4 separate regions of the Mus musculus genome follow, and all the other regions are linked to region 1. Evidence: chromatin contacts called from public promoter capture Hi-C data. All regions are on one chromosome and are shown on one strand. The core of a region is the stretch at or near the end of the contact, and the rest is flanking DNA. Distances in the headings are between cores, read along the strand shown. Region 1 holds the start of Sema5b (sema domain, seven thrombospondin repeats (type 1 and type 1-like), transmembrane domain (TM) and short cytoplasmic domain, (semaphorin) 5B). Region 2 holds the start of Ildr1 (immunoglobulin-like domain containing receptor 1). Region 3 holds the start of Fbxo40 (F-box protein 40). Region 4 holds the start of Stxbp5l (syntaxin binding protein 5-like).

What was found. Promoter capture Hi-C pulls out the DNA fragments that hold promoters and counts their contacts. Capture Hi-C pulls out chosen DNA fragments and counts their contacts.
Region 2: a promoter capture Hi-C map of stem cell-derived epiblast-like cells shows a contact between it and region 1, with 4 times the contacts expected there. The contact joins the promoter of Ildr1 here to the promoter of Sema5b in region 1. A contact is called at or near these places in 3 of 39 promoter capture datasets (HPC-7-derived erythroid cells, embryonic stem cells and stem cell-derived epiblast-like cells).
Region 3: a promoter capture Hi-C map of pre-B cells shows a contact between it and region 1, with 2.9 times the contacts expected there. The contact joins the promoter of Fbxo40 here to the promoter of Sema5b in region 1. A contact is called at or near these places in 7 of 39 promoter capture datasets (the 3T3-L1 cell line, 3T3-L1-derived adipocytes, the HPC-7 cell line and 3 more).
Region 4: a contact with region 1 is called in a promoter capture Hi-C map of liver, with 2.9 times the contacts expected there. The contact joins the promoter of Stxbp5l here to the promoter of Sema5b in region 1. A contact is called at or near these places in 1 of 39 promoter capture datasets (liver) and 1 of 9 other capture datasets (liver).

The regions. Positions count from the first base shown.
Region 1 is chr16:35,539,653-35,544,782 of GRCm38.p6, reverse strand. Sema5b (sema domain, seven thrombospondin repeats (type 1 and type 1-like), transmembrane domain (TM) and short cytoplasmic domain, (semaphorin) 5B) reads right to left here and starts at 3,421. Exons shown (of 22, transcript NM_013661.2): 1 at 3,181-3,421.
Region 2 is chr16:36,691,758-36,696,751 of GRCm38.p6, reverse strand. It overlaps Ildr1 (immunoglobulin-like domain containing receptor 1), which reads right to left and starts at 2,774. Exons shown (of 8, transcript NM_001285788.1): 1 at 2,538-2,774. The coding sequence starts at 2,592.
Region 3 is chr16:36,988,330-36,993,246 of GRCm38.p6, reverse strand. Fbxo40 (F-box protein 40) reads left to right here and starts at 2,780. Exons shown (of 4, transcript NM_001358217.1): 1 at 2,780-3,143.
Region 4 is chr16:37,382,630-37,388,227 of GRCm38.p6, reverse strand. It overlaps Stxbp5l (syntaxin binding protein 5-like), which reads left to right and starts at 3,270. Exons shown (of 28, transcript NM_172440.3): 1 at 3,270-3,418; 2 at 4,523-4,716. The coding sequence starts at 4,531.

The DNA.
Region 1 (5,130 bases), core at 2,172-4,671:
ACTCCAGTGGCTCCCCGAGGTACAGAGAAACATAATAGCATCATGCCTGCCCCTCCAGAGCAGATATACTCATGTCTTAGAATCTTAATTTTTTTTTTTTTGAGACAGGGTTTCTCTGTATAGCCCTGGCTGTCCTGGAACTCACTCTGTAGACCAGGCTGGCCTCGAACTCAGAAATCCACCTGCCTCTGCCTCCCAAGTGCTGGGATTAAAGGCGTGTGCCACTACTGCCCGATTTTTTTTTTTTTTTTTAGCCTGTAAATATAGTGAGTCAGATCATTAAAAGCCACAAGTTTGATTTGTTTGGACCATTTCATCTGGATAGTTTGGCTTTCAACATCCAGTTGTCCTTAGACCCATCCATTCTAATTGCCTCCGCGATCATCACATTGTTGCCTGCCTTTCTTTCTGCAGAGTCTAAGTTTGTGATCTCCTCAGCAACAACAGTCTTGGAGCCCTCTACCATCTCTAACCTGGAGAAGAGCTGACTGACGAGGCCAGTCATGGTAATCCATACCTGTAATCCCAACACCCAAGAGGCTGAGGCAGGGGGAGTGTCGAGTCTGAGGTCAGCCTAGGCTATTGTCTCAAAGGGTCAAGGAGAATATGCTGGCGAGACAGCCCAGTGGTTAGAGACACTTGTTGCTCTTGCAGAGGACCTGGATTCACTCTCATGGTGGCTCTCAACCATCCACGGTCCTAGTTCCAAGGGATCCAACAGGCACACACATGGTACACATACACTCATGAAGACAAAGCATTCATATAAATAAAGTAAAACAAATAAATCTAAAAACAAAACAAAACAAAACTCTAAGCCTACATAAACCAAAGAATCGATGGAAGAAAGGACTTTCGAGCCGGGATCCATCCTATCCCAATGTAAAGATGTAATCAATCAGACTGCCTCTCAATCTCCCTGCCTTTTCTAGTCTGACCCTTGTCATTAGGGAACTCTCCCTCTCAGGCCCTTACCCTTCAGGATCCTCTTTGTAAACAGGCAGCTGGTGAGGAAGGACCCCAGTCCTGTTCCATCAAACTCACCAAGCCAATGTTCTCTTAGGAAAGCCTAAGCCCACCGCTTGGGCACCAAGCCTCACTGAGCAGGAATTCTGCCCTGAACCTCAACATTATTTTTATCAGCACCTAATACTGTGTGTTGCACAGCATAGGTGATTTAGAGATGCTTGAGGTTCACGTTGGTGGAGAGGTAGAGATGGGAGGCCTGCCATTCCTTTCTAAACTGGTGGCGATAGCTGGTGATAGGCAGAAAGGACTGACGGAAGGGGACACACACACACACACACACACCTGGTACACATACCTTTCTTGATTTGCCAGAGCCCAGGTGACCTTTACTCCTGGAGGATCCTCTCTAAAGCTCAGAAAGTCGAAGGTTCTTGTTGCTCACAGATCTCTCTCTCTCTCTCTCTCTCTCTCTCTCTCTCTCTCTCTCTCTCTCACACACACACACACACACACACACACACACACACACACACACACACACACCACTGTACTCTGGTTTTAACCCTTCTTTCCCCTGCACTGGGAAGAAGCTAGATTTGAGACAGGGTGTTTTCTTTCCAAGCCTCTTACTCTCACCCTCCCACACACCCTCGTACTGGTGAGGTCCCACTCTAAAGCTCGAATTCTCCTCTGCCCCTTCCTCAAGGTCGTGGGCTCCAGAAAGACAAGAAGCCACTTGTAAATGCCAAGAAAAAAAAACAAGGGGGGGTAAGGAAGACTGGAAAGGGGTGGACTAAAAGATGGGGGTGGGTAGGTAGGGAGGTTGAACAGAGCACCGCAGAATGAGGTCCAAGTCGGTACAGAATGCGGGTAGGCAATGGGAGAGCAGAGACGGGTGGAAGGAGATTGAATTTACAAAAGGGTGGAGAAAAGAGATCGGAGTTAGGGCCAGTGAAGGCAGGATCGTGTAGGTTCTAGACACAGTCAAACTTCCAATACCCCAGTCCTATTTGGCTGACCAAGAGCGCATGGCCCACTAAAGGTGGGCTGACCAGATGCGCTCTGTAGGCTCTTCTCCAATTATCAAAAGCCAGAAGAGGATCGCAGGCCTGGGGGCAAGGTCCCGAGGCCACCGCTCCAGATCCAAACTCAGCGCCTACTCATGTCTGGCGCAACGGGGCGAGACGACTCAGAACCGGGCCCCGGTAAAGCAACCAGAAGGGATGAGATCGGCGCTTCAGGTGGTCGTCTGGTTCTTTAAAGTTTGAGGCCCGCAACGGAGCCCACATCGTTCTGCCGATCCTCTTCACCTTCGCTTTTTCTCCGCGGGTCCTGCTGCTACTTCTGTCTCCGCTCCCGCCGGCTCGGGTCCCCGGATCCCCTTTCCTGTTCGCATCCCTCCTTGTGCCCAAGCGCAACCCCCCCCCCCATCCCTCCCTCCGCGCTGGATCTCCCGCACGACGTGAGCGGAAAGTGAATGGGCAGCCCCAATCACAAAGACAAATTACCATGAGAAAAATAAATCAGGAAATCGCCCCTTTAGTCCCAGGTTCCCGCCGCCGCACCCGCTTCACTGGCTGAGGCAGGAGCAAGGGGCCCCGGGCTGCTCCATCCAGGGCCTTAGAGGACACTGTGGGCTCCGAAGGGCCCAGTTAAGGCTGGAGTAGCCTAGGGGGTGGAGGGGTCTAGGAAGAATCAGGCGAGGGCCGGGTTGGTGGCGGCGGCATGGGGGACGTCCCTGCGCGGGAGATTTCACACTCTGGGCCGGCCACGCGTTCCCACGCGCCTCGCCGCCCGCACTCTTCCTCTGCCAGGTTTCCCCGCCCGCCCTCTGCTGAACCTCTGTCTCGGCCCAGTCTCCGTTCCTTTGCCCCCTCGCTCCCCCAGCCTTTCCCTGGTCAGTCCCCCTACTCCAGGCCCGCGATCTGGGTCTCCGCCGCGGCTGCAGCCTAGACGCGCTGATCGCAGCCCAGTGGAGCCAGAAGCCAGAGCGAGCGGGTGTCAGGAACGCAGCAGCTCCGGTGGCGCCCCAGCCGAGGTAGCCCCAGACAGCCCCGGGACCCGCGCTCCAGCCCCCTGAAGCCTCCCCAACGTGCCTCCAACTTACCAGCGCCCCCGGACTCCCACCCCTCTACCTATCCTAGTTGCTGAAGTTTGCAACTCACAGCCCCAGCTGGCGAGGGAAAAAGCTCCGGAAGCTCCCGGACTCACCTCCCGGCAGCACGCGCAGGTGCCGGGCTCCCCGCGGCCCTGGGCTCAGGGCGGTGCGGACCACAGCGACGAACCCGAGGGCTGGTGGCCGGTCTGGGAATGGGGCGGCCGAACAGCAAGGCTCCGGACTACGGGTTCAGCGCTCCGCCGCAGTCTCCGACTCCTGTCGGGCCCGGCTGCGCTCCGGCTGCTCCAACAGCCGCTGGATGCGCGGCCGACCGGCGGGGCTCGGCGGAGCTGGGCTCCAGCACCAACCCCCGCGCTCCAACTAGCTCCAGACCCCGCGCGCCGGAGCGAGCCGGGAGGAGGAGAGTGAGGGAGCAGGCGGTGGGGTGGGGGGGAGGCGTGGGGGAGGAGTTGGAAGCCAGAGGAGAGAAGGAGGGGAGCGGGGGAGAAAAGGAGGAGGGGGATGGAGAGGACCTGCGACTGCTGGCGCTTCACCCGCCAGCCCGGAGGAGAGCGGGAGAGCGCGAGGGGGCGCCCTGCATCCCGATTTCGCCCCCTAGCAGAACTCCGGCCCCTAGCTTGCGAGCTATGGGGATGGGTGGACAGAAGCTGCCTCTGTCCTAGGTCTCTAGCCTTTGCCATCTTTTGCTAGGTTTTACCTTACCGTTCTCTGCCATCCCCATCTCAAACCGACCCCAACTTGGAGCCTGAGAAAGCTCTCCCCCCAACACACACCCTGGGGTCCCCAATACCCCAGCCCCTTTAGCTGTGTAGAAACATTTTTCTGCCTGTGGATTTGAAATATGAATGAGAAAAGGACCGCGTACTAAACCCGGGAGATTGTAATCAACTCCAGCAACAGCGAGATGCTAAGCTGCTGGGCTGGACCGAAAAGCCAGAGCTGACCGGTTGCTAGTTAACCTCACAAGCTACAAGATCTTGGGTGAATCTCTCTAAGTCTCAGTTTCCTCGGCTGTAAATTGACGTTAGTGATGTGCACCCTACCGAACCTCGTATGAAGAACCAGCAGGGGATCCAGGGAGTGAAATGGCTTCAGGAACACTGGGAGGGTATCCAAAGAATGTTCAATCCTAGAGGAACGGAGTAATGTCCGCAGCAGAGGGACCCTTAGCGCAGCCACACCAAGCTAGGTGGGATTGTTTCCAAGTTAAGTGATCTAGTGTCGACAGAGAAAGTCGAGGAGCGCAAGCTTCAAATCCTAGATGCTAGGGCTACAAGCACGGATGGAAAGGGAGCCCTCTGCTGAACAGAAGAGGTACTTTAATTATAAAATAAGGTGAGCTAAGGAAGTGAAAAAGTGGGAAAGACAAAGGACCTGAACAATCAAAACAAGAGAAGTGTGCTTCTAAGAGAAAACCAGAGAAAACCGCCAAATAATGCTTTAGGGGAATAAAAACGCTAAGAGTCTCTCTGGAATGCTTTGGAGAATTAGAACCGATTCCAGGTGAAGCACTTCGTGTTACAAAATGAAACCTCGGAAAAATGCAGAAGGATGGAGATAGTGATGGAGGCGGTAGGAGTCCCAGGATGCAGGCAGTAGGAATCCCGGGATGCTTCCCTCCAGTACCTCCAGGGTAGTGGAACAGAAAGGGTGTGCTCTAAGGAAGCCCTTTATGAGGTGCTGTGAAAAGGGAAACAGTACCAGACCTCAGAGAGATAGTCTTTCTAGGGCAACAGAAAAATGCTGAAGCTCGTAATGTGCTGCATAAAGAAGAACTCACAAAGATAAAACCTATTCTGGACCCAAAGAGAGATGCAAAGATGGGGATGGGGAGAAAGCGTCGTCTGAGCACAGACACATCTAAGCCGGGGGTCAGCTCTGAAGAAGCAGTATGCGCTACACAGACCAAGAGATCTGGAGAGTAGAAGCCAGTTTCTAGAATCTCTGGACCTCTTCCATGCTATACACACTGGCCCAACCCTCCCCCACACTCCCAATCCCTAGAGGATTGTTTTTACCATGGCAAAGATACAAAGATGTGG
Region 2 (4,994 bases), core at 1,525-4,024, 1.2 Mb before region 1:
GAAGAGGGCAGCCTCTTCTACCATGTGACCCTATGTGAATTCACTGCCTGATCACAGCCCCCAAAGCAATGAGGCCAACCAACCATGGACTGAGAATTCTAAGATTGTGAGCCAAGATAAACCTTTCCTCTTTTCAACTTGATTGCCTCAGTTATTTTGTTATAGTAACAGCCATCTCACTGTTCCTTGTGTTTCCTAGCCACAAAAGAAGAACAAGTAAGTTTCTTCAAGCTTAGCTTTAAACAGTCTTACTTGGGTCCAAATCATAGCTAGTCCTATCACCATGGTTAAGGCCTCCTTCATTTTGTACAAGCAGTATATAGAGTACTTTTAAGCCTTTTAATTAATTCTTACAAAAACTGTATGAAATGATATTATTATCCATGTTTACTGCAGGCTTTAAAGAGTTCAGTAAATTACCAGAGTCACACAGACATCTATTATACAAACTCAAAAAAGCATCATCTAGAGCAGCAGTTCTCCACCTTCCTAATGCTGCGACCCTTCAATACAGTTCCTCATGTTGTGCGGACCCCCAACCATAAAATTATTTCGTTGCTACTTCATAACTATAATTTTGCTACTGTTATGAATCATAATATGAATATCAGTGTTTTTGATGGTCTTAGGCGACCCCTGTGAAAGGGTCATTTGATCGCCAAGAGAGTCTCAACCCACAGGCTGAGAATCACTGGTCCATAGAGCAGATGCAGTATTACTGATGGCACGCCACATAGTCAGGGACAATATCTGTCAAAGTAGCTATTTCCCCTCAGAGTGCCGGGGTCTCAGTTTCTCATCTGTGAAATGAAAGTGAACCTGGATAATCATTGTAGACTTCACTTTCCACACTCTGGTAAAACACCGACCAACTTCCACTTAGGGAAGACCAGGCTAGCACCACACCCTGTAATATTGTCGTGTCTCAAGGGCCTAGCGACTAACATCATGTGGCTGGCTCAGAGACTTGGAGCCATGCTTTTTACAGTTAGTGTGTTGGATACTCTAGTATATATTTGGCTATAGTGGCTGTATTTTTTTAATGCCCATTGAAAATGTTCAAACAAACAAAAACAAAAAAACTGGGCAGTTTAAAATATTTAGGGCACCAGGGTTTATACCCTGACAGGTTCTTCATCTGCAGGCATTCTTGTTCTGTCTAGAAGACTGACTGCTCCATCAGAAGACCCAGGTTGGGAAACATGATGTCAGGGGCTGATGGAAGCAGACCTCTATTTTCCTAAGGCAGCTCAAACAGGAATTTTGTCCCCAGCTGCCACAGACTTGGAGAAGAAAAATTCAACATACTGGAGAAAAGACTGTAGATAACTCCAGAATTCTTACAAATTTGCACTTAGGGTCTAAGTTGGTTAACTATTCTGGTGGTGTTTGAGTACCTAAAGCCTAACGAGGCTACACATGCTTCCTGTCCACTGTGTACGTTCAGCATCTAGTTGTTAGCTTTAGACATCTTATAAAGCCTCCGTCTGGCCAAACAAGTTGAAAGCCAGCCTGCCACAGGAATGCTGCCTTTTCTCGGTTCCCTACCCTTTTGCAACCCTCCCTCCTTTTATTCCCAACATTAAGCTCTGGTAGACTCTAGTTTCCGTGAGATTTGATTACATCTGAGCAACTCTCTAGCTCATAGAAAGGGCATTCTGCCTCCATTTTCATATTACATCTGCCTGGACGAACCATTGAAGCTTCCAATTGGTCGGCGAGCAAACTGATATTCCCAAAGGGGAGCAAGTGGGAAGTGAGTCGGAATAAAACTGGGTGGACCGTCCAAAGGAAATGAAAATTCTTGTTTGCAGAGTCACAGCTACAGGCTAATGTGAACAGAGCCCAGAGAGCCTTCCCTTCTCTCTCCTTTCCTATTCGGCCTCACTCACAGACAAGACCTTTTGCCCTGTTTCCAAGAGGTACCTTAAGACATTCAGATTCTGAGTGAGACCCTTAGTGTGGAGGTAGAAAGAAAGGTGCAGGGCAGCCGGACGGGCTGATAAAGAGGAGGTGGACGCAAAAAGGAGGAAAATATCAAATGACAGGTACTAGCGGATGGCCTGTAAGAGACTCAAATTTATGCCCAACACTCCTTCATACACTACCGACGCAATCTAACTTGTCAGGAAAGAATAAATGTACTCTGGGCCAAAATGGTTGTCGTCGCATCTACACTCTGAAAGCAAGTTTGACACGGGGTAAAGGACAGGGAAAGGGGTATTAAGAAGTTGAAGAATGGTGATTTCGCCTGTATAGATTCGGTTTTAGGCATCAAGCATCTAACAACACCTGTTGGGGCGTAAATCCAAAGGCTGGGGTTTCTTTTTGATTGCATGTTTCCGAAGGCCCTGGGCTAATAAAGGAAGAAAACAACAGGTTCCCACTGGCCGACTCTCGATCCGGCCCCTGCACCTCCCGGTGCCAGGAGCTACCCAAGTGCACCGCCCCGCGGGTGGCCGGCTCTGCAGGGCCAGGCAAATGGCTTCCTGTCTCGTGTGGCCCCGGATGGGACTCCCCCTTTTTTCAGGGCTCACCTGCTGGGAGCCAGGTGAAGAGGAGCAGGCCAGCAGCGAGCAATCCGCAGCCCATGCTGGCCCCCTCGCTGGCTACAGAGGCTCAAGGGCCCCGGAGAGGCGAGTCTTTCTTCATCAGCCGCCGGCCAGGACACGCATCTCCGAGGAGCCCGTAGGTCGAACTATGCGACGGGAGCGTCCCCTCTGGCCCCCACAGGTACGGCCCAGCCCACCGGTACCTGAGGCTCTCTGAGCTCCGCCCCAGCCCAGGGCTGTCTCGGTTTCCTGCTCCGCCCCGGCTTGGGGACCGCAAGCCTCCGCCCTACCTGTCACAGGCTGCCAGGTGACCCATCTCCGCAGGAAACAGAGCCTCTAGCCGTCTCCGTCTGCGCGCGCGGAGGAACTTGTCACTGGCTCCCCTAATTTCTAAGTCACCCTCACCCCTTGCAATTCTTTCCTGGTTCTAGAATTACGTGGCTGCAACTTCTTAGGGAGTAGTATTTCTCGTTGATGCACCTCTCTGTCTCTCTGTCTCTCTCTGTCTCTCTGTCTCTCTCTCCCTCCCCCTCTGTCTCTCTCTCTCTCTCTCTCCCCCTCCCTTTCACACACACACACACACACACACACACACACACACACACACACACACACTGAAAATACACTTCTGTACACTTCTGATGTTTATACCTAATGTCTTCTTGTCTTTCTTTATTCAAACTAAAGATTCTAAAAAGTAGAGCAGGAACCAGAGACCGCAAATTTATTTTTCCACGCTTATAAAATGAACACATGCTCACAGGAAAATAGGGAAAGTGTAATGGAGAAAGAAAGACCCTCTCTCACTGTACATAGATTCGGTTAGTGGTGATGTATTTTTTCCTTAGGTTTTCCACCCATCTTTCCTCGTAGCTCAGCAACCATGCACAGATCTCAGATAGCTCAAGACCAAGGTTTAGACCTTTGACCCAGTGAGGACAACTAGTTCTCTTAGCCACCATACCCAGTCTTTAGTGTTCCTTGGCAGGAAGTGAGTAGGGCCATGGGAATTTATAACTACTAAAAGAAAGGGGAGAAAGGCAAAGTGGCCTTATCAAACCAATCAAGACATTAACTTGGAAAGTCACGCATATTCTGGGCAATGTAAATAGATAGCAAGGCAGTTTACACACTCTTTCCTTATAGGGATTTTCATTGTCTGCTATATTCTCCTGTAAGAAGATTGTTCCTCCTTTCACCTCTCCCACCTCCAGCCTCCCCTGCCCATCACCTGCTTCAAGAATAGCATTATAAAGTGCTATTAAACAGAGCTCAGGAGGCCTCCACCCTGGTCACTGAACAGGATGCAGCTATTATTTCTCAAGAGCACCTACCTCTCTTGTCTTGCTAGGCTTTCAAGGACACTCTCTTCACTGTTGCTGCTAGTGTTCTCTATCCCCTTCCTAGCCAATGAAGCAGGCTTGTCCTAGATCTGTAGAAACACACACACACACACACACACACACACACACACACACACACACACACACACGCTTCTGGGTTAGTCCTCTGGTCCCCTCAATGGGCCTCTTCACTTTAAATATTTTTCCTATAGTCTCTTTACTTCCAGAAAATAGGAAGTAAATTCAGGAAGTATGTGGCCAAAGGCAGGTTATGAAGAGTGTGTAGGAGCCACTCTGGCTCTTTCAGGGTAGAAAACATCATGGCAGCAGGAGGAGGCATTACTTTGCAGGGTGTGTGGGGGGGGGTGTGGGGGTCTTGTTCCATACTCTCCAGAGACCCTGCATATGTTCCTAGGAACACTAGTCATGTCAGATGTCTGTGACAGGAAGGGATTTAGGGATTGTGTGGCTTCTGGGTTTTGGCACTGTCCTCAGTAATTTTCAACCCCAGTCTAAAGTACTCTAGTTCTCCTCTTAGCTCACCTACCTCCTAAACCTCTCAGGCCTTACTTTGGTAGAAGGACATTTTAGTGCTCATCTAAGCAAGCATTTCTCCATTTTCTTTCCTCAGGGTTTAACAGATAGTAATAAGTGGGAGTGGGGCTGACTGAGCTGTGGCCTCACGACCGAGGTCTGAGCTGTGAGCTCATCAGTTATAAGCATCATCTTGAAACTTTGTTCATAAAGCATTCTGAAATCTGTGTGCTTCCCGGACACTGTGCATATCCTTCCATATTTAACACTGCAGCACTTATTTTTAAATACATTTATTAAGAATGCCAACTGTCTGATCCACATTTAAAAACAGGATAATATAAATAAAATCACTGGATGTTTAGGGCTAAATACTAACATATAGACTGTGCCTTCTACATTTTTTTTTTTGTATAGCTAGACCTAGCATAAATACCTGCCAGAAAGATAGTACTTAACAAATATTTGCTTAGTTCTATCATTAGGTCCTACAGAAACTGACAGCTGATCTGGGATTAAATGAATAAAACATTGCCAGACTCACCAATCAGAGACATCAGAATGT
Region 3 (4,917 bases), core at 1,531-4,030, 1.4 Mb before region 1:
CAGGCATGGTGCTAGAGGAGCCAGGAGTTCTATATCTTGATCCACAGGCAACAAGGAGGAGGCTGTGCCACACTGACAGGACATACATACATACACACACACATGCACACACGTACACACACACACACACACACACACACACACAGGATACACAAATGAGACCTCAAAGTCCCACATCCAGAGAGACATACTTCCACTAACTAGGCCACACCTCCCAACAGTGGCGCTTCCCATGGGCCAAGAATGTTCGAATCACCACAGAGTCTTAAAGTAATACATTTTAAAAGAGAGACACAAAATATATTCTTCAGGCACAATGGAGTGAATTTAGAAATGAACAGCAGGAGAAAAATCTGGAAAACCACAAAAGTGTGAACATGAAGCCACATGCTCCTTCAGGAAAACTGGAGTTTGCTTCGAAATGAATGGAAACAAAAGCACATGCCCCTCTAGGGCCTGCAGCTTCCCTGTGTCAGCTCTCAGTGGGAAGTGATCCATCGCTACAGATACCTGCAGACAGGAAGGAAGGCACTGCATCGCAATGCCTGCCAAGTGGAATATCAAGGGGAAATATGAGCTCAGATAGAGATGGAACAGTATAGAACATGATTAAGAAAGATGATCACCTCACAAGATATACAGTTCTGAGCTTGTACACAGTTATTAGCATCTACCCAATCTAAATGAAGCAAATGCTAACACAAGTGTGGAAACACTTGAACTATTTATTGTAAAATCACAATACAAAATCATCACGCAGCAGTCCATAGTTAAGAGGCAATTTTATAGGAATGGAAAACATTTAGCCACAAAATTAATGAGCTTGATGTAATGGAGGGATGCCAGTTTCCAGATCCATCTTTAAAGAATGTACGTTCTTGGGGATGGGGATGGAGCTCAGCTGGTGTCTGCCTGTCATGTACAGAGCACTTGAGTGCCGTACCAGACTGAGCACAGTGGCACACATGTGCAAGCCGAGAAGTTCTAGATCATCATCAGCCAGCCTGGGTTATATAAAACCACAGTTCAGAGCAGGACCCACACCCTAGAGTAGTAGGGAAACACAAACTAGACATGATGTGGGTTTCCAAAAGAAAAGGGAAATTCACACTTGGGTGGGTAGAGAGGTGAGGGCAAAAGAGGGTAGACATGGGAGGAAGAGGCAGGAGAAGAGCAAATGTGATCAAAATACACCGTACGAATTCTCAAAGAGTTAAAATATCACACACACACACACACACACACACACACTCACACACACACACACACACACACACACTCTTTCCAAGCACATGCTAAAGCATAACAGGATTAACTAAATGGATGCCACATCAGATAGCCAGCCCTCCTTCCTCATAGACAGCAAAGTTTAAACAAACCATCACTTGCTCCTCCACTTAGAAATGAAAATCAATTGAGGACAAGCTGGGGATGGTAATGCAGTTCTTGGCCGCTGAGGGCCAGGGCCTGGGTTCAGACCCCAGCATCACACATGGAGAAACAATCAAGGAAGAAACTCTCATTTGAATAAATAAGAAATAAACCCTTTCCTCTCCAAGTTGCTTTTGGTCATGGTGTTCCATCATGGCAATAGTAACAAAGCTATGCACCAGACCAAATGAGGCTTAGCCAAAAATGGAAGTTTGGTTCAATACAGAAACACCAATCAATGCAATACAAGAGCTACAGAGAGACCATCTGGTAAAAGTCCGCAGCCTTTCATGATGAGAACAGACACTAAACTAGACACTAACTACTAATTCCCTGCCTCCACCTGCCAAAAGCTGCCTGAGAGATTCACAGGGTACTTGTATTCATTCACTAAAAACTCCACAGGTGACTTATCAACTTACCAATGAAGGAGGGGCTGTCCAGGACAAGTCAGGACAGCCCCTGTTGCTGCCCCTGTTCAACACAGTGCAGGACATTCCAGGCCAGGCACAGGGGGAAGGAAGAAAAGAAAAGGCAGCCAGTCTGGAAAGGAAGTGACTGAGACATCATCTACAACCTAAGGAATCTGCAAGAAAACTTTGTTACAAAGACAGTGAAGTGCTGCAACACAAGATGGATACAATGTTATCATTTCTATTGTCTGGCTTTTCACCCAGATGAGCTTGCCCACATAAACAAATGTGCATGAGAGAACGGGGTGGAGGGAATTTCAGAGACGGCTTGCTCATCACAGCAGAACATATAAACTCATCTCTTTACTCTGAAGATCCACCCACATTCAAAAGGGAGCCACACTGAGCAGTTTGATGCACTAGATAATATTCACGTTATTTTTTTTTTCAAAGAAGAGGTTGAAAGAACTATCTTGAAAAGGATCCGACGAAGAATCCCAGACTTTGAGAAGTCTTTCTTCTAGCTCTGAGCCTTGTGGTGATGGATGTAATAGTTCACCTTCCCTGATCCTGTGTCTTTTCACATGTAAAAAGGAACTTGTACTAAATGATAGCCAAGCCTCCTACCACTTCTACTTCTGTTCCTTGGACTTGCTAACTGACTGTTTCTGAATGACAAACTCTCCCTTTCTCTGCCACCTGGGAAAGGCCAGGGCCAGAGGAAAGCAGATGCTAACCTGTCCTGAGAAGAAACGGGAGAAGCAGAAGCATGGAACTGTGTCCCTTGCACAACTTGCTACTTCAGCCAGTGAGGGGCTTGGGTGGAACACAGGGTTATAATTAGAGCAAGAGGCCAGCTGCTTCTCCCCCAGCTCCTGGACACAGCTGGACCTGCCCACGGCACACACAGGACTCAGGCTGTGTTGGCCTTGCTCTGACCCTTCTTGCAAAGGCTTTCCTCCCTCCTCTGTGAAACAAAGTCCGGGGTTGCTCTAAGCGCTACTTTCCCATGGGCTCTCCTCTGCCCCTCCAGCACTTAGACATTGAGTGTTGATAACCTACAGAGACGAAAGAGGTCGTAAGCTGAGCCCGGTCACATTGCCCTGTGATATAGTTTTATTTTTAACTTTGAAACGCTTGAACTATGTCAGTTGGCGTTTTCTCCCTTTCGCTTGCCTTTCCAACAGAACTTGGGTGCTCTGCTGCAGCGGAAGCACCGGCACCCACCTCCTCCAGACCTGCTTGATCAACGGCAAAGGGCTGGTAGCTGCGGATGCTGAGCCAGCTTGTACCGTTTAGGTAAGATTTTTTCAAACACCGGCAGGTGTGACCCAGGTTATTTAGATGATAAATGGGTGGACCGGACCGAGGCTTACTGTGCATTTCCTTTGTACCGTGGAAGGTAGGTTATTAAACTTTGTTACATGTGGGTGATGGGGGAAAGGTTGGTAATGGAAAGCCCTGGCCATGTGTAAGGTGTTTTGGATTTTAAATCCTACAGCAGTTTGCAATGTCAGCAGCCTTCTGCCGGTTTAGGTTTTCTACTACAGTCAACCAGAGCGATTCAGTGCTACCTTAGTCACACAGTGGTGACAGGGGAGGGCAGTGTGTGGTAAGGGAAAAAGTAGACACCCAGGGTTAGTCCAAACGCTGCAATGCTGTTCTCCAACCACCTCTGTGGCTTTAATTGCAAGTCATGGTCACAAGGCTTAAATTCCATCTACTGAGCCACATCGCGGTCTAATGTACCACAGCGGTACTTCAACAGCACTGGCTGCTCAAACTCTGCCTGCAACCTGAAACTCAGTTTTGCCTAACAAAACTGCTTCAGGGCAATTCCTTCCCGCCCATTTCTCTTGGGGGTGTGTGGGGGGGGGGCGGGGGGAAGCAGCCATGAAAGTGAAAACTGAAAATCATACACAGACTTAGGCACCCGAACTCAAAACTGTGACCAGCTTGAGGCGAGTACACCCAGAGCAGCAGAAGTGAAGTGATGAAAGATATTCATGGTTTTAAAAGCTTAAGAGGCAGATGGACTACTCCTAGCTCCTGGAATATCTGCATCTCAGCCTTCCTAATGCTGTGACCCTTTAACACAGTTCCTCATGTTGTGGTGACCCCCCCCCCCCATAAAATTATTTCATTGCTACTTTGTAACTGTAATTTTGCTACTGTTGTGAACCATAATGTAAATACCTGATATGCAGAATATCCTTTATGTGACCCCCCACACTCCACCAGTTAAGAACCTCTGCTATATATTGTTATGTGCATGAAAAACGTTAGCAACAGTAATGGGCCCTGTTTATTTCCTTATGTTTCTCTAGTTTAGAGTTCAGCTGAGGTCATCCTGGGAAGTGGCCCACACGGAAAGGGATCTGTGGTGTTCGGGTTCGAGCCATCAATGCTGAGTCAAACTACTCAGATGCCTAACTTCTAGCTCCCTCTTGTAGCCCACTATAACCTCCAATGTACAGGAGTAACCCCGAATCTGTCTATACAGGAGTCTATGTTACTTTCCTACCTATTTGTTTAGGCACAGTCAGTTCCCTGTGGCATTTAATTTTTCCAGGGTTTCCATGGCAATGAATCAGAAATGTACGGTGGGCTGCTATCTTTATGAGACTTGGGTATGTTAGCTTAGAAGTCATCACGGGGACAACAGTTGCCCGTCACCCCAGTTAAATACTTTATGAGCCAGCACCACAGAGGGTTATAGCATTGATATCAATGTATAAGTATGGACAATGAGAATCAAAGCTGGTAAGTAAAAAGATTTAAAGACAGAGTGACTTCTAGATGTGAGGTCTGCAGATTGTAAAGCTGACTGGACCCGGGGAAGCACAGTTATGTAGGGCATGGGGAGGTTGCTGGTATCACAGCCCGGAAGCCCGTGAACCATATGTGTGATTTATCCTCAGATGTCTAGGTGAGGTAAAATCTCAGGGAGTAGAGAGATGAATTTAATGGTTAACTTTATACATTTTCTTTCTCTAGAGTCAAATGTCTTCATAGCAGGGAAGTGGGTGAACAATGAATAACTAAATGACTAGGTGGAGGGTGAGAGAATTAG
Region 4 (5,598 bases), core at 2,021-4,520, 1.8 Mb before region 1:
AACCCAATTTGTACTGTTATAAGAGTTCTGGTAAACTAATCATGTATAGCTACATTTTCAAGAAGAACTGACTACCCCCCCCCTTTCTATTCTACCTTGTTTAGTTTTTTTTCTAAATTAGTAATAGTTAAGTAACATAATCTTTGAAGTTAGGCCTAGATTTGAAGACTAGATTATCTTAAGTGACTGTAGGCAATTTTTCCCCCCTGAAACTTATGTTTTCTTATACGTATAATGTGGGGAGAATAACTACCCATCTCCTAGAGTTATAATGAGCAGTCAATGGATGAGATGTTTATGGAGTTCACAGCTTCCAGTGTTTGGGATATAGGTGACACCCACCCGGTAGGACTTTATATATACAATATACCATTTACAAGTTTGCTTTGTCTTCCCTGCATGCTTTTATCAAAGCTCAGCCAATTCATCAAGTACTCCTTTCTATTAGAAGTGTCACATGAGTATAGTTTTTTGTGCAATTTTTTTGATTGCTCTTTCAGTGTAGAAAAGTAGCTTAGATCCCCCTCATTGTTGGCTTGAGTCCAAGATTGTAACTCCTTAAAGTGAGCTGTACTTTCTTTTCGACACATATTCTAAACACCTTCCAGTTTATTAGCTTTGTTGATTTGATTATTAGATTTGTGATTTACTTATTTTGTTGCAAGTATCAAGCTCAGGCCACTTTTCTTTCATATAGCTCTTTATACTTGTCACATGGGCAGGAAGAAGCCAGGAGTGATCATTACTTAACCCAGCTCTAGCATTTTCTATATTGTTTATAGGCTATATTGTATCTTCTGATCTCATTCCCTTTCCCAAATGTTTATACAATAACACCCTGTTGCTTTTTAACTCAGGATGGAATGTGCATTCACAAATATTTCATTATGATTCATGTAGTAAGATTCTTTTTACTGTTTCCCAACATACAAGGTGCCTCCTGCCTTTTGTTATCTTATATTCAAGTTAACATATGCTGGATATTCACCATGTATAAGTTATTGTGCTACTGTAGAGAATTGCTAATATTTAAAATTATGCCAGAGAGTCCTAACTATAGTATTTCATTTTATTTTTAATTTTATGTGTGTGTTTATTTAGGAGAATGAAAGCACAGCCCTGCACAAGTTAGACAAATGTTTTACCACCGAGTCACCTTACCAGCTGTTTTAACTTTCTAATATTTATTGGAAACGTGTATATTTTGACACAACATTTCTTCTACTTTTCATACCTATTTGTCATCCCATCTGGACTGCTGTGTGTTTTATAGCTTTTTTTTTTAACTTAGCAGGTTGTTGAATTCCCTTCATGATCTTTGTTAACTTGTTTAATATGCTTTTCCTTTATCAGTTCTGGTTTTTTTTTTTTTTCATAGAATACATTTGTGATAGTATGATGCTTGTGATGAGTGACCTAAGTTTTGTTTGTAAACATTTTATGTCTCTTTGCTGAACTGGAATATCTTCTTCCTTCACTTTTACCAAAAGGCCAGACCTCCACATGCTGTGGGCTTGTTTTCATATTGACCCTTAAGTAGGTAGGTCAAATTTTGCTGAAGCAAAGAAAGCATTCTAAATCCATCACTCTATTTAATAATGGTTAACTCACCAAATCGCCTCCTTTCAAAGAAAAGCTAGACGTAAAAAGAGGAAGAAAATCTTTTAGCTCTCATTAACTCCGATGTTTGGAAATGAACAATGGGCCAGAAAGGAAAAAAAAAAAAAAAAAAAAGGCAACAGGAGACAGCAAAAGACAGGTATTGTTAGGTATCTGATATAGGATTTAGAAGCACTTCAAGATCCAGTTTATAACACATATGAAATTTGTTTCCATACTTATTTTTCACTCCTCCCAAGCATGATAAGTTAGATATCATCTCATAAATCTTTATCTTATAGCCAGTAACTAATCCATTGTCTAAAGCCCTTTGAATGCTCTTTCTAAGAGAAATACTGTGCCAGGTACTAAATTAACTAGAAGCACAAAGTTCTACTCCTTAATGGTTATTAAGAAAATCACTATCTGGGTTTGACCGTGAAAGTGTGAGAGGGTTACAAAAAGAAGTGCTGCAAGTGTTAAGGAGTAGAACATTCAAAATGAGAATGTGAATACCGAGCTGAGTTTCCGAAAATCTGAGCGCGATTTGATCGCCATGGTTTCTTTGCTATTTGCCTGAGTAATTCATAAGGCATTCAAGTCTTCCCTTTCTCCCCTCTCATCTCTGACAGAGAAAGGGATGGGTCTGGAAGTGGTGTTTCATACCTAAGATGTAGGACAGTAAATATTTGGGACGATTTCTAATGATCCCTGTTGCTTAGATTAAAGTGTACAGTTAGTTATGGACCTTGAGCCTTTTACCAAAAGCCAGTCAGGGCTCAGAACTACATCACCTTCTTCACAATGGTGCGATGTTTCTTTTTCCTGTATGGAATAGAGTATTTTCCAAAATGATTCAAATGAGAAAAAAGCTTAAGATGCATCTTGTCATGATTTGAGAGAAATGTTTCCTCAAAAATTTAATTTGTCTATGTGGAGAAGGGGAACGCTGGTCTATTTCCATAGGCTGTATAAAGTAGGCAAATCATTTCCTTAAGATTTGGAAGCCAACATTTCCACCGAAAACCAATTCATTTTGGTACAGATGACTTAATGGAGAGAACTAACAGTTTGTAGGGATTATTTACAAATCTACGTTCAACGCATATAGCAGGGCAGCGAGATCGTCTATTAGATGCACCTGGCCCTGGTGAGCAGAAATAGATTCAAGGGGTGCTGGGGGGTGGGGGAAGGCTGCAAAATAAGCCCGGTCCAAAAGCCGGGTCCACAATACAGTCCAGAGCACGACCTAAGGTAACCCTTTCTGCAGCCTGGGACTCCCGGAGCGCAAGTTCTCAAGCTTGCAAGCATTCTATTGATTCACACTTGCGTCCTTCAACAGGTAGCACCAATTACAGCCCCCAAAGCACGGCGCCAAGGCATACTGGCTAGTATGGCTGTCAATCAAATACATCACCTACTTTCCTAAATGATCCCCTCCTCCTGTCACTGGCTTTTTCTCTGACCTATCCCCAAACTTCTTTCCTGCCTGGAATCCCTAAGACTTAGGTCAGTGGAGCTTGTGATTGGCGAGAGGATGTCCCGCCCCCCTGGTGCCCAGAGTGCCCCGCCCCCGGCGCGAGAGTCTGGGAGGGAGGAGGGTGCGGGCCGACTGGGGCGGGGCCTACCTCCCACGGCGGGGGCGGAGCCTGAGACAGACCCGCCCGCTCGGTTAGGACCTCGGAGAGCGCCAGGCACCAGGACCAGAGGGACCCGAGAAGCGGCCGGATCCGGGCTGGACCTTCGCCCGCCTGTGAGCCTGCAGCCTCCGCGCCCTCCGCCTCACGGGCTGGCCGGCGGCTAGTGGCGTCTGAGGAAGGTGCTAAGTCTGGGGTCCCCAGGGACACCCGTGCTGTCCCATCGCGGCTTGCCCTCACACCTGTGCGCACGCCTGTGTGTGTGTGTGTGTGTGTGTGTGTGTGTGTGTGTGTGTGTGTGTGTGTGTGCCTGTGCAAGAGGGAGAGCGCGCCCGCGCAGCTGTCTGAGGTGCGTGTGGCTTCCCGGCTGTCTGTGAGGGCTCCAGGGCTCGTAGCCCGCGGTGGTAGCCTCAGCGCCCTGCTTGGCTGGGAGGGAGCGAGAGAGCCAGCTCTGCGCGCCCCGCAGGCTGAGGCGGGACTCGGGCCGCAGGCGTCACCGCCTCACATCCCCCGGAGAGCCGCTGCTGTGCAGAGGGGGAGCCGGGCGGGGAGGGGACACGGGAGACCAGAGGCGGGAGAGGGGCAGAAGAGAGGAGCTGGGGACAGGTGGAGGCAGGCGGTCCCCGCTCGCCCCTCCCGTCGGCTGTGGCCGTGAGTCACCGCAGATGTTTTGGGGTCTAGGTTTTTGGGTATATGGGATGGAAAAAAGCCATTTTTTTTCCTGTCCCCTAGTTTCTATTGAGAAAAAGGAAGCTTTGAAGATGATGGGATTGTGTGGGGGGGAGCCCCAAACATGGTGGAAGAGTAAATACTGGTTCCCCTACAACATCGTTTTTTCCGATAATAAAAATTTATGAGTTGACCCTGAAGAAGGAAAGCCCCCCTTTCAGAACAGTCCATAGGGTCTTGGTCTGTTGGGCTCTGGTTTGATTGTATAATAATGATGATATAATGCTAATGACGATGATGACACGGCCTTTTATTTTTACCCCAGTGCTGATAAAGCATAGCTACAGCTGGGGATAAAGCCCTTGAAAATCTGAATGTGCGAAGGAAGGAATACTGTTGCTCTTGGAGTTGTGTTCTCTTTATCTTATAAAGATATCCCTTTTAAAGTTAAAATTTGAGGACATGAAGCCCGAACCCCTCTTCCCCGTCGATTACATCCAATGCTCATAAAATGGGGACTAGCTACTCCTGCCTTGACTAATGAAAAGATAGAGGCTTTTGCCCCGTAAAATTCCATGTTTGTGACCACTTCTCTTTTCCTTTTAATTTTTCGACAGTGTTTAAAATGAAGAAGTTTAATTTCCGAAAAGTTTTGGATGGCTTAACTGCCTCTTCCCCTGGCAGTGGTAGCAGCAGTGGCAGTAACAGTGGTGGGGCTGGAAGTGGCTCTGTCCATCCAGGAGGGACTGCAGGGCTTCCGAGAGAGGAAATTCAGGAAAGCCTGACTTCAGACTATTTCCAGATTTGCAAGGTAAGTTTTGAATTGGCTTTAGGGCCTGTTATATTTCTACTTTACTGTTGTGAAGAAACAAGGAGACACACACACACACACACATACATTTGCAGGGCTGGAAATTGTTGAGACGTCAGTATCAAAGAGCCTAGTACTAAGTTGATTTGAATGAATAAAAACACTTTAGATATTAACTTTGGCATCGGTTTATAAGCAACAATGGTATTTTAAAGAGAAGGAAAAGACACACAAAAAGTAGTATTTCCAAGGTGTTAAAGCCAAATAAGTGGACAAAATACGTTTGTGTATACGTACTAAACTGAAGGAGAAATGACAGCCATTTGGCTTCCTGGGTTTTCATTCTGAGAAACTGTTATTCCTTTTCTCTGTCTAGTTGTAAAATGAATAAGGCTCTCAACATGTTGCTAGAATTAAGTAGATAATAGATTAATGTGCCCAGTGACAGTGTTCTAAAATTCTAGATATTAGAAAAAAAGGGATCTTAGACCCTTGATAAGCATACAAATCCTATGGGCTCAATTCTTGTGAGAACTCAGAATTCCCAGAAAAGCAAAGCAACGTGTTCTGATTCAGAGGAAAACATTTAGGCCATTATACTTTGATTTTGAGCTTCCAATGAACAAGCAGAATTTTGGACAGGGAAAGAAGATGAGAAATAGTAAAAAAAAAAAAATGTAACATTGCTATATAAAGATATTATAGTATTACTTTATGAGATGGTATATTTTCTTCATTGCTCTTTTTGGGTGTTACCTTTCAGTGTAATTTTGATATGACTTATATGAGAAAAAAAACCACCTTTAAGTCATTTGTATGATATAAATGAATATAGTTTTATAAATGTGATTGAATACATAATATAAATACATAATAAGAAAA